Linked DNA regions of Rattus norvegicus: region 1 is linked to region 2. Evidence: chromatin contacts called from public Hi-C data. All regions are on one chromosome and are shown on one strand. Each heading gives the region's core, a stretch centred on a gene start, on an enhancer-like site or on the middle of the called end of the contact. The rest is flanking DNA. Distances are from core to core; before and after follow the strand shown.

Region 1 (5,144 bases), core at 1,926-4,425, 740 kb after region 2:
GTTCATGAAAGGCTTTATTTACATCGTGGGATTAAACCTTACATCCACACATAACATTATTCTTTGATTTTCAAACTTTTAATGCTAACAGGGTGATTATAAATTGTGTGATTGAGATTAAAATGTGTTCCTAGATGAAAGCAAAGGAAGTGAAATTTCCCCAACACTTAAAAATTTTAAAATAGTTATTTTCAATAAGTGAAATTTTAGAAAGTAGATATTCAAGAGATTGTTTTGTTGTTCATTTTGTTTTTTGTTTTTTTTTTTTTGTTTTATTTATTTATTTATTTATTTATTTATTTTGCTTCCTGAGAAAAGAATTCTTTATGTAGTCCTGGCTGCCGTTGAACTCAGATCCGTCTGCTTCTACTTTTGTAGTGCTGGGATTATAAGGTTTGTGGTACTATGCCTGGCTTCAAGAAGTTTAATTTAGGATTTAGAAATTTAATATTTTCAGAAAATAGATGACTTTTGTGTTGCATTACATTCACATATCTCCATAGATTTTTATTTTTGCGTTAGAGAGTTCTTTTAATCACTAAAATGTCCTATACTACAAAACCCAGAGTTTCCTTTCTTTAGGTATCCTAGAGAAATGCTGGCCTCTGGAGGTAAGCAGTACAGTCTGTTGGAAATTCTGCCAGCATCACCTTTAGTATCAAGGAACACAGAGTCCATTAGCATCACTGTCAATATCAAAGGGCACACAGGCTTTTACATGCTTGTTTCTCTATTAGAAATGGCGTGGCCCCATTTGCCTTAGAGAACACATCTTTAATCTTTGTATCGTGAGCTATTAGATGTTAGGGACGTAGTTTACTTATTTTCTTTTTATATCCATCAGTGATGATGCTATTATAATCAGAAAGTGGGTTTGATGAGGTCATGGATTAGAGGCGCTACAGAAAGACAAGCTCTCTGTGTAAGCTATCTGGTAGATTTTTCAAGGCCTTAGCGTTAGCTCTTTATCTGGTCCAGTTGTCGAGAATCTTAGGCATTGCCTGGTTGCTATGCCAGGAGACTGGTCTAAAACAAAGCAAAGGCCAAATACATAGTCAGTCCCAGAGCCAAGATCAACAAATACAGAAGGTCATCTTTAAATAGAGCCAAGTTAAAATGTGTAATGTGTTGCAAAAATAAACAGAGAGGTTTGAAAGAGTAGGCAGAAAAATTTCCAAGTCAATGAATGACCAACTGTGTTTGGGTTTTTGGAGTGGACTCTGTAGGCTTGGAGGGAGCTTCGGATATTTAAAACTACAGGAGCCAAATGGGTTGTATCCACCCTCATGGGTCGTTTTCTGATTGTGATTTTATTAGTCACAGCTCTGGATATTATTCCTGGTAACTGAGGAGTTTACCAAAGGGGCTCCTTTAAAAGGACAGATATAGCGGAATGAAAACAGTGTGACCCTTCAATAACTCTGTAGATAATAACAGAAGGGTACTGTTGCCACTGGCCCATGCCTGTGAGGCCTGAAGAGGGCCAGCATTTAGAAGTTTTATACATAGAAGGTGGGGAAGAGCCTGAGTACTACAGATCCTGATATCATTGTTCTCTAGCCTCTACTCTCCCAGAAAGTATCTCCCCTAGACTCAGCCCAAGCAGGAGGCAGTGGCAAGAGAGCTCCTTGGTTCATGGTGTATGCTGGCCACCCTGTCTACCGAGCAGACTGGAAGCCAGCAGTGGATCCACAGGGAAATACTGAGTGATTGAGGTGATCAGCTTTGACTGTCAACTTGATGTCAGCCATCATTCACTGGGGAGAGAATCTTCTCGAGGACTTATCCTGATCGGTTTGGCCTATAGGCATATCTTTGAGGGACTGTTTGGATTGGAGGAAGGCACAGCCCATGCTGGGTGGTACCACTTCCTAGGAAGGGCATCCTGAAGCCTACGAGGGAAGAAAGCTAGCTGAGAGGGAGCAAGGGTCCCTGTGGTATTCCCTTCCTGCTCTTGACTGTGGTTGTGTTAGCTTAATTTCCTGCCTTGTCTTTCCTGCAGTGGGGGACCATAGCCTGGCATTCTAAGCTAAATGAATGCTTTTTTCCTTCTCTAAGTTGCTTTTTGTCAGGCTACTTAGTCACAGAATAGTTTGTTTCTGTTAGAGAAGCTCTGGCTGGAAGAGGCACATGGAATGCAGTAATACATTCTTTTGACAAGTGCTCACCAAGTATTTCTGCAGTCCCCTGTATGTGCTGTGTAGCTCACAGGTGCTTGGGATGCAGAAATGAAAGAAGAAACAAAACAAAACGAAACAAAACAAAACAATACAAAAAACACCACCACCACCACCACCACCACCACCACCACCACCACCACCACCACCACCACTGCAGCCAAAAGCAACAGCAGAGTATTACCTGGGCACCTTTTCTGATACATTGGAAAGTTTGTACCATGGGGTAAAAAAAGAAACAGAGTAAAAGCAAGAGGATTGGGAACCTCCAAATAGAGAGGCCTCTATCAGCAATCGAAGGTAACCTCCGAGCCCACACCTGAAGGATGTGAGAGAGGAGCCATGCAGAGAATAGTTTCAGAGACAAGCACGGGCCCCTGGGGAAACATTTCTGGTAGGGCTTGGGGAGCCAAAAGGACGACAGAGAGACAGAAATGACAGAAGAATAACCCTGAAGGAATTAAGGTCAGGGACATAGAAGGCAAGCAGTTAGTGGGCCTTGCCTGCTACTATAGAACTCCTTGCTTTATTCTGAATGAATAACAACTCTGAGCAGAGTGCTGTCCTGTTTCCACCTCTGCGTTTTACAAGGTGTTATTTATCTGCCATGTTCAAAATTGATTGTAGAGGCAGAAGCAGAAACAGATGAGTTGCCCTGGTGTCCAGGTAAGAGGGTACCAGGTAGAGGCGGGAGCAAGATGTGGCTTGATTCCTAAACAGGTTGTGGAGACAGATTTGGTGGGTAGAGAGTTAAAGATCACGTTTGGTGTTCTGACCATCTCCAAGAGGGTGTTGCTCTGAGGTCTGCGGGCCAGGCTGCAGAAAGAAGTTAAGTTAGGAGGAGAATTGCTCACCTGAAGCAAGGCCTGGGCCTTAGGAGCAGGTTAGAAACAAACACTTGAGGAAGGGTGTGGGGAAAAGAGAAGGAGGAAGAGGAAGGAGAAAGAAAACCAGAGGGACAAAAACAACAGAAATTTTTTTCTCACTGGGAAGACAGTATCTCTGGTATCTGGAGACCTCTAGTGGACAAGTATATTATTAACCCATAAGGCTGTTCCCCCCCCCCCCCCCCCCATAACGTTAAAGACATTCAAAGTAGAATCATATCTGGGTAGGGGTTTGCTTACTGTCTTCCATATGCCGGGGAAGATTGGATAGAGAAGTCACAGACCTGCCAGCGTCTGTCTTTGTCCTAGGCGAGGTGAAATCAATCTTGTGTGCGATCTCCTTTATGGACTTCATTGGAGTTCATCAAGGGAAACTACACCAGGCAGGAAAAGTACATGTTACTTAGCCTTTAATTTGCTTGTGGAAAAAAAAAGAGACTGGGTATAAATTATGTAAATATTTCTGTGCCCTTGGTGGGTAATAAGCAGAGAATACTAATTAGCAGTACCTTGTTAAATATGCACCTTGAGGGATATGGTATACAGGATAGGATGCTGTGGGGGAGGGAAAGAGTGAGCCTACAGATTAGGAAGGAGCCATGTGAGCCAAATGGTCACTGGTAGCCTGGTAACAGAGAGGAGGCAAGTGACTGTTGAAAGAAATGCTAGTGCTTTGTCACACCGGCTGCCACACTTAGCCTTTGCATGCTAATCATGTGGATGTTGATGCCGATAGGGGCCATTAGATTAATTAGCCCCAGTTCACTCTTCCATTAGGTTCCAAGGTTAAAGCCACAGTTCTGCTGGAGATCAGTGTCTCTGCCAGGCAGCTCATCTGGGTGAACCATCTCCCCAGTGTCTCTTGATTGACCCCCTCTTCTCCATTCCTGTGGCCTCCACCTTAGTTCAGATGCTCACCGTGGTTTGGACTGTGTCTTCAAGCCTTTTAACTGACCTCGCTGCCTTTGATGTCATTTTCAGGACTTCATGGTATAGCCTACCACCTTTCAGCTGAATGGTCGTCTTCTGTCCTTCAGGATGAAGTCCTTCCAGGCAGATCACAATCCTGCCTTCCTCCCACTCCTGCCTCTAGTCCCCATCCAGTTCCTGCTGAGCCCTGAGCAAGAGCCTGTAGCCTCGGGATCCCATCTCTGACTGTGTTCTGAAACTGTGTTTTCCTTTGGATTCTGTCTATTTTTCCCCTCTGTATGACCTTCTGCCCTCAGGTGGACTAGACTTTCTCCACCCCCTTTCTCCATCCACCGTCCTTGAGCTTCTGTGTTCCCATCACGAACTACAAAGACACCACTTAACACATCCCTCACCCTGGTGTAATTACGGGCTTACTGTTTATTTCCTCTGAACTCCCAGAACTGCGCAGGGACAGGCACGGGCCTTCTCGGGGCTGTAGGCGTACAGGCGGACATCCCTCCTCTAGGGTGGAGTAAGCTCCCAGTCTGGGTTGCCAGATGAATGAGTTGTTGTGCAGACAACACGAGCTGCATGTGACAGGGGCCATCAGAACGTGAACGTGGCCATCAAGAGGAGAAACACAGGCTGCTGTTCCTAAGGGGATTTCATGGTCAATCTCATTGCAGTTTTCTCTTCATAATTTATTTTTTTATTTGCATTATATCCCAATCGAAGCTTCCCTTCCTCTTCTTCTCCCAGTCCTGCCCTTACAAATCCCTCCCCCGATTGTCCCCTCCCCACTTCTCTTCAGAGTCCCCACCTTGGGACTTTTGTTGCAGTTTTATCCTTTAACAAAACCATAGATACCAAGTATAGAGTGGTATAGAAAACTGACCTTATGCAGAGGTACCAACGGGACTTCACGAGCTGTGCGACCATATAGCCAACACCTGTACAAAGACACAGGACAGGACCAGTCCCCAGGAAGCCCCCTTCCCCATGCCTGCAGTCACTGCTGTCATCCTCCTGCCCCATCTACATTATGGACACTTTGGACCACCCACAGCAGTCCTGTCGAAAGTCTGAAGCTCTCATTAAAAGAAGTGCATAGAGCTTAGCATTCTGCCTGAGTCTGTCCATGGTGGCTAGTGCTGGTCCATCATGCAGT
Region 2 (4,785 bases), core at 556-3,055:
CTGTGGGGGGACATTTTGCATCCAAAAGGTGAGAGAATTGTTAACCAAATTTGTTGGAGGGGCCTAAGAGGAAGGGGTCTTTCGCAGGGTGTTATTTTTTAAGGCAGAGCAGCACATAAAAGTCATTTTTCTAGGTCTAGTTGTTACATCAAATGAGAGCTGCTGAGAGAAATGCGGGCTCCATCTCAGGAGAAAGAAACGAGGTCCATGATGAGCCCACTACCCAGTGTCTGTTTTAAATTGTGGTTTAAATGGGAAGCCTGGCTGCATAGTGTATCATTTGTATGCATGTAGTACCCTAGACTGCAAGGCACATCCATGTGAGGTGTGGTGGTTTGAATAAGAATGGTCCCCACAGGCTTATATATTTGAATGTGTAGTCACCAGGGAATGGCTGTATATGAAAGGATTAGGAGGGGTAGTCTTCTTAGGGGAAGAGTGCCACACTGAAGTTTCAAAAGCCCTTGCCAAGCTCAGTGTCTCTAACGAAGGATCCAGATACAGCTCTCAGCTACCTGCCTACCAGTTGGAATAATGGACTCTGAAACTATAGTGTGTATATATATTTTAAGTAAATGATTTTTTTAAAAGTGAATTTTATTAATAAATCACATTTTAAAATTGTGTGTATAGGGTAGTTTTAATGCATTTTAGATAAGCTATTGCACAGTATTTGAAATACAAATGTATTTTGAATGAGTAAATTATTTGTGCTCTTAAGCAAAAATAGCTTACAAAATAAGATACTCAGAAGTTGGGAAGGGACACAAGTTTGGATTGTTAGTTTAGAAAATCTGAACTATACTTGACTGCAGATTTGCAAGTCTTTGCTGTACTTTCCCAAATGATCAGGCCTTTTTCCTGATCAACATCACATCTCTATGCTTCATCAGCTTTCCTTAGAGCATTCTTTTTTTTTTTTAATTAACTTGAGTATTTCTTATTTATATTTCGAGTGTTATTCCCTTTCCCGGTTTCCGGGCAAACATCCCCCTAATCCCTCCCCCTCCCCTTCTTTATGGGTGTTCCCCTCCACATCCTCCCCCCATTGCCGCCCTCCCCGCAACAATCACGTTGACTGGGGGTTCAGTCTTAGCAGGACCAAGGGCTTCCCCTTCCACTGGTGCTCTTACTAGGCTATTCATTGCTACCTATGAGGTTGGAGCCCAGGATCAGTCCATGTATAGTCTTTGGGTAGTGGCTTAGTCCCTGGAAGCTTCCTTAGAGCATTCTTAATCTTGCTAATAACATATGTTATCAAGGACGGTTGCCTCAAGAAAATCTCTTATTTTAATAAGAGCCAATCAGTTCGCAAAATCCAATAAGGGAGTTCTACCTACAACTAATCTATGACTTTTAGACCTTGTTTTCCCCATTTGGACTATATATCTAATCTCTCTACTATCACTGGTATGTCAAAATCCAAACGCTCTGTTGCCATGTCAGTCATCTAAATATAATCGTAGTCATGGCCATCACCTTCACAGTCACTTCAGATTTTCTTACCCCAAAAAAAGTGACAAAGAATACATCTTTAAGCAATAGTCTTTCTCTTGCTGAATCTTCTGGTAAAATATAAAGAAAAAGCAGGAATTAGGCAATCACTCTCTAACACATCCAATGTCTTCCTCTCTGAGTATCTGTCTCTAGGCCTGTGGTGGTTGGAATCAGACATATCCCACAGGCTCATGTGTTTGTGCACTTTTCCCTCTGAGTTAATGGTGCTGTCTGGGGAGCTAGTGTGGCCTTGCAGCAGGAAGTACAGCAATGGCAGTGAACTTCCAGTTCACTCTGCCTGCTTTGTGCTTGCAGTTGAAGACATGATTGACGTCTTGGCTTCTTGCTCTGGCCACCTGCTGCTGTTATGGATATTACTGTTCCTCTGAAGTCATAAGCCAAATAAATTCTCCCTTTTATAAGTGGCCTTGGTCATGGTATTTTATAACAGCAGAAACAAGTTACTAATAACTTACTAAGAAGCTAATGCCAGTGAGTATGTGAACACCCTAAACATGTTGATATTTTGAGAAATGTGGAAGACTAGAACTTTGAACTAGAAAAGCAATTGAATGCTGTAAGCAGAGCTTAATGTGCTGTTCCAGTAGAAACCTGGAAGACAGGCGGTGCTGAGAGTAGTGTGGACTGTTGGGGCCCTGCTCAAGAGGTTTACGAGGGAAACAAAGACTTTATCAGCAGTAGAGCTAGAGGCCATTCATGTTATATTTTGGCAAAGAAAATGGCTGTTTTCTACCTGTGCCCTGAGATGAAGTAGAGCAAACAAACAAACAAACAAACAAACAAACAAACACACCAGAAAGTAACAGTTCAAAGAGAAAAAGAACATAGAGTAAGCAGTTTGATTTTACAGCCAAGGCAAGTGCTGAAAAAGTCTGTAATTGTTACGGAAATTAGCACAGTTAAGGAGAGGCCCCTTGTCAGTTAAGTTTTCAACTTGTAAAAGGATGAGGCCTAAGAGGAACTGGATTTTAAAAAAGCTACCAGGACTGGAGGGATGATTCACTGGTTAAGAGTGATGCTCTGGCATAGGACACGGGTTCAGTTCCTAGACCCCACATAATAACTAACAACCATCTGTAATTCCAGTTCCACAGGATCTGACGTCATCTTGTGCAGGGAATGCATGCATATATTACATAGACATATATGCATGCATAACATCCACACATATTTTTAAAAATATTAAAAAAGAGAAGCTGCTGCAAATGTGATTCGAGGGGTGAGAGTAGACCCTAAGCTGGCTCTCAACTTAGTAGTGGCATCCACATGGGACCGGCTTTGGAGTTGTGAACACAGTGAAGATGTGTTGGGGATTCTTCCTCTGTGGCTTCAGAGCCACCAAGGCCAGGGAACGTGTGGCAGTGTTGGAGGTGCTGCAGGAAGGCTCCGAAAGGCCACCACTAAAGCTGTGATGGTAGAAAATGCACTTATTCTACATGGCTTCCACACACCTCTTGGTTACAGTGGGGACCCAAAGGCAATAAAGATGCAAGAGTCATAAGGCATCTGCCAAAGAGAGCGCCACAGAGGGAGTCGAACCTGCCCAACACTCCTTACTACTCAGCACTCCTCAGACGTCTCAATGAAGTCTTTTCTGAGACTCACGGCAATCTCTTAACTCTGACCACCATAAAATTTAAAAAGCAAGTTGTATAATTCCAACACACAATGGCACAGAATATACATTATCTTTTGAAAAGTGAGGAATGGGAATAGAGTGAGGAAACACTGGAACAGAGCAAGTCCAAAACCCAGAAGGGCAAACTCCAAATCCTGTATCTTCATGTGTTGTGTCCTCAATTACAGGGCGCTATCTGAGCATTTAAATGTCTGCCTTATTGACCACATTTGAATTCACTTCCCACGTTTAAAGTTTTGCAAACCATACAGTTCTTTCTGGCTTCTGACTACTAAGGAATACTGTGTGTCTTAGATGGAGCTGTGTCATTACAAGCTATATTAGAGTGGTTTCACTGTGAAGTTGAAATGACCTTTTGACTTTATCACAGGTGACAAACATGCTTTATATATTTTGAAGTTTTCACACAACCGTGATCTGAGAAGTTTCTAGAGATAGTGAACTGGTTTGTGTTCCTCTTAAGGAGACACTGAACTAAGTGTTTTTACCTGAATATTTACCTGTCTCAAAGATAATTTGTTTTAGTATTCTTTTCTAAAGATAAAAGGAACATTTTCTTCCTTCCTTCCTTTCTTAAAAAAGAAACTAAAAATTTCATTTCAATGTTCTTTATTGAAGGGCTTAAAAAATGCTATTTGGTAAGTTTTAGGAGATCTCATTTTTCAAGAGCACATTAGAGCTTCTAAAATAAAGATAAAGATAAAGTGCTTTCAATTGCAGTAATAGCAGTGTTTAAAACGCTGTTGGAGGATGTATATTTGCAATAGTAATTTATTAATATACTTATAAATAATTGTTCAATGTTGAAATTTGTACTTGATTAAAATCAAATATAAACCATTTCTGCAGTTCAAAATATATTGGCTTTATATATATTTAGTTTACAGCATTAAATTATTACTATAATTAGCTTAAGGATTAAAATAGTGTTCAAAGACATCACTGACTATTAATTTTTACAAATCTGAACTTATTGGCACATCTCATAAAAAGTATTTATAAATCAGTACCTTAGAAACTATTCTTTTTAAAACTTGGTAAAAGGGACAATTAGGAAATTAAACAGAAAAAAGCTTTTCTACCAAAAAGCTTTTGTTGAAAATATTTATTTACACTTTTTCTTTTTTCTAGAGCATCAGATAAACAAAACATAGTATTTTGTGCCTGGATTTCTTTACATATTTGCTTAATTTTGCCTTTTTGAGATAAGGACCAGAAATACAGCCATAGCTAGAGTGGAGTTCACACTGTACATCAGGCTGGCTTCCAGTGTGCAGAAGTCCTCCTATTTCTGCCTCTCAAGTGCCAGTGTAGAGGAGATGCCACCATGCCGGGCTACATTCATTTACCGTAATGCTTCTGAAGTGGTTACACTGGAGTGCACCAGTTGTCTGTTCCTTTTTACTGCTGTGGGTAGATGCGCTATGAATTTTAAAAGACTAATACTAGTGACAACTTGTATGATGACAACTTGAATGAATAAAGCTACTATAAACATTCAGTCAGTCCTTCCCCTAACTCCTCCCTTGGAGTCTGCTTGCTCTGTCCAATGGTTGGTTGCAAGCATCTGCATCTGTGTTGGTCAAACTCTGGCAGAGACTCCCAGGAGACAGCTTTATCAGGCTCGT

The links. Hi-C and Micro-C count contacts between places; a contact is called where the count stands out from the background.
Region 1: a contact with region 2 is called in a Hi-C map of hepatocytes, with 4 times the contacts expected there. The contact joins two enhancer-like sites. A contact is called at or near these places in 7 of 12 Hi-C or Micro-C datasets (frontal cortex, hepatocytes, kidney and 3 more).

What each region holds. Positions count from the first base shown.
Region 1 is chr2:54,977,371-54,982,514 of GRCr8, forward strand. All of the region lies in intron 3 of Oxct1 (3-oxoacid CoA transferase 1), which reads left to right. Among named protein-coding and RNA genes, the nearest start is that of Oxct1, 16 kb to the left of the region's middle. Within about 2 kb of position 3,176, at least 15 of the 93 cell types and tissues checked have an H3K27ac peak or open chromatin away from gene starts, as enhancers often do.
Region 2 is chr2:54,239,671-54,244,455 of GRCr8, forward strand. All of the region lies in intron 5 of Ccdc152 (coiled-coil domain containing 152), which reads right to left. Among named protein-coding and RNA genes, the nearest start is that of Ccdc152, 16 kb to the right of the region's middle. Within about 2 kb of position 1,806, at least 2 of the 93 cell types and tissues checked have an H3K27ac peak or open chromatin away from gene starts, as enhancers often do.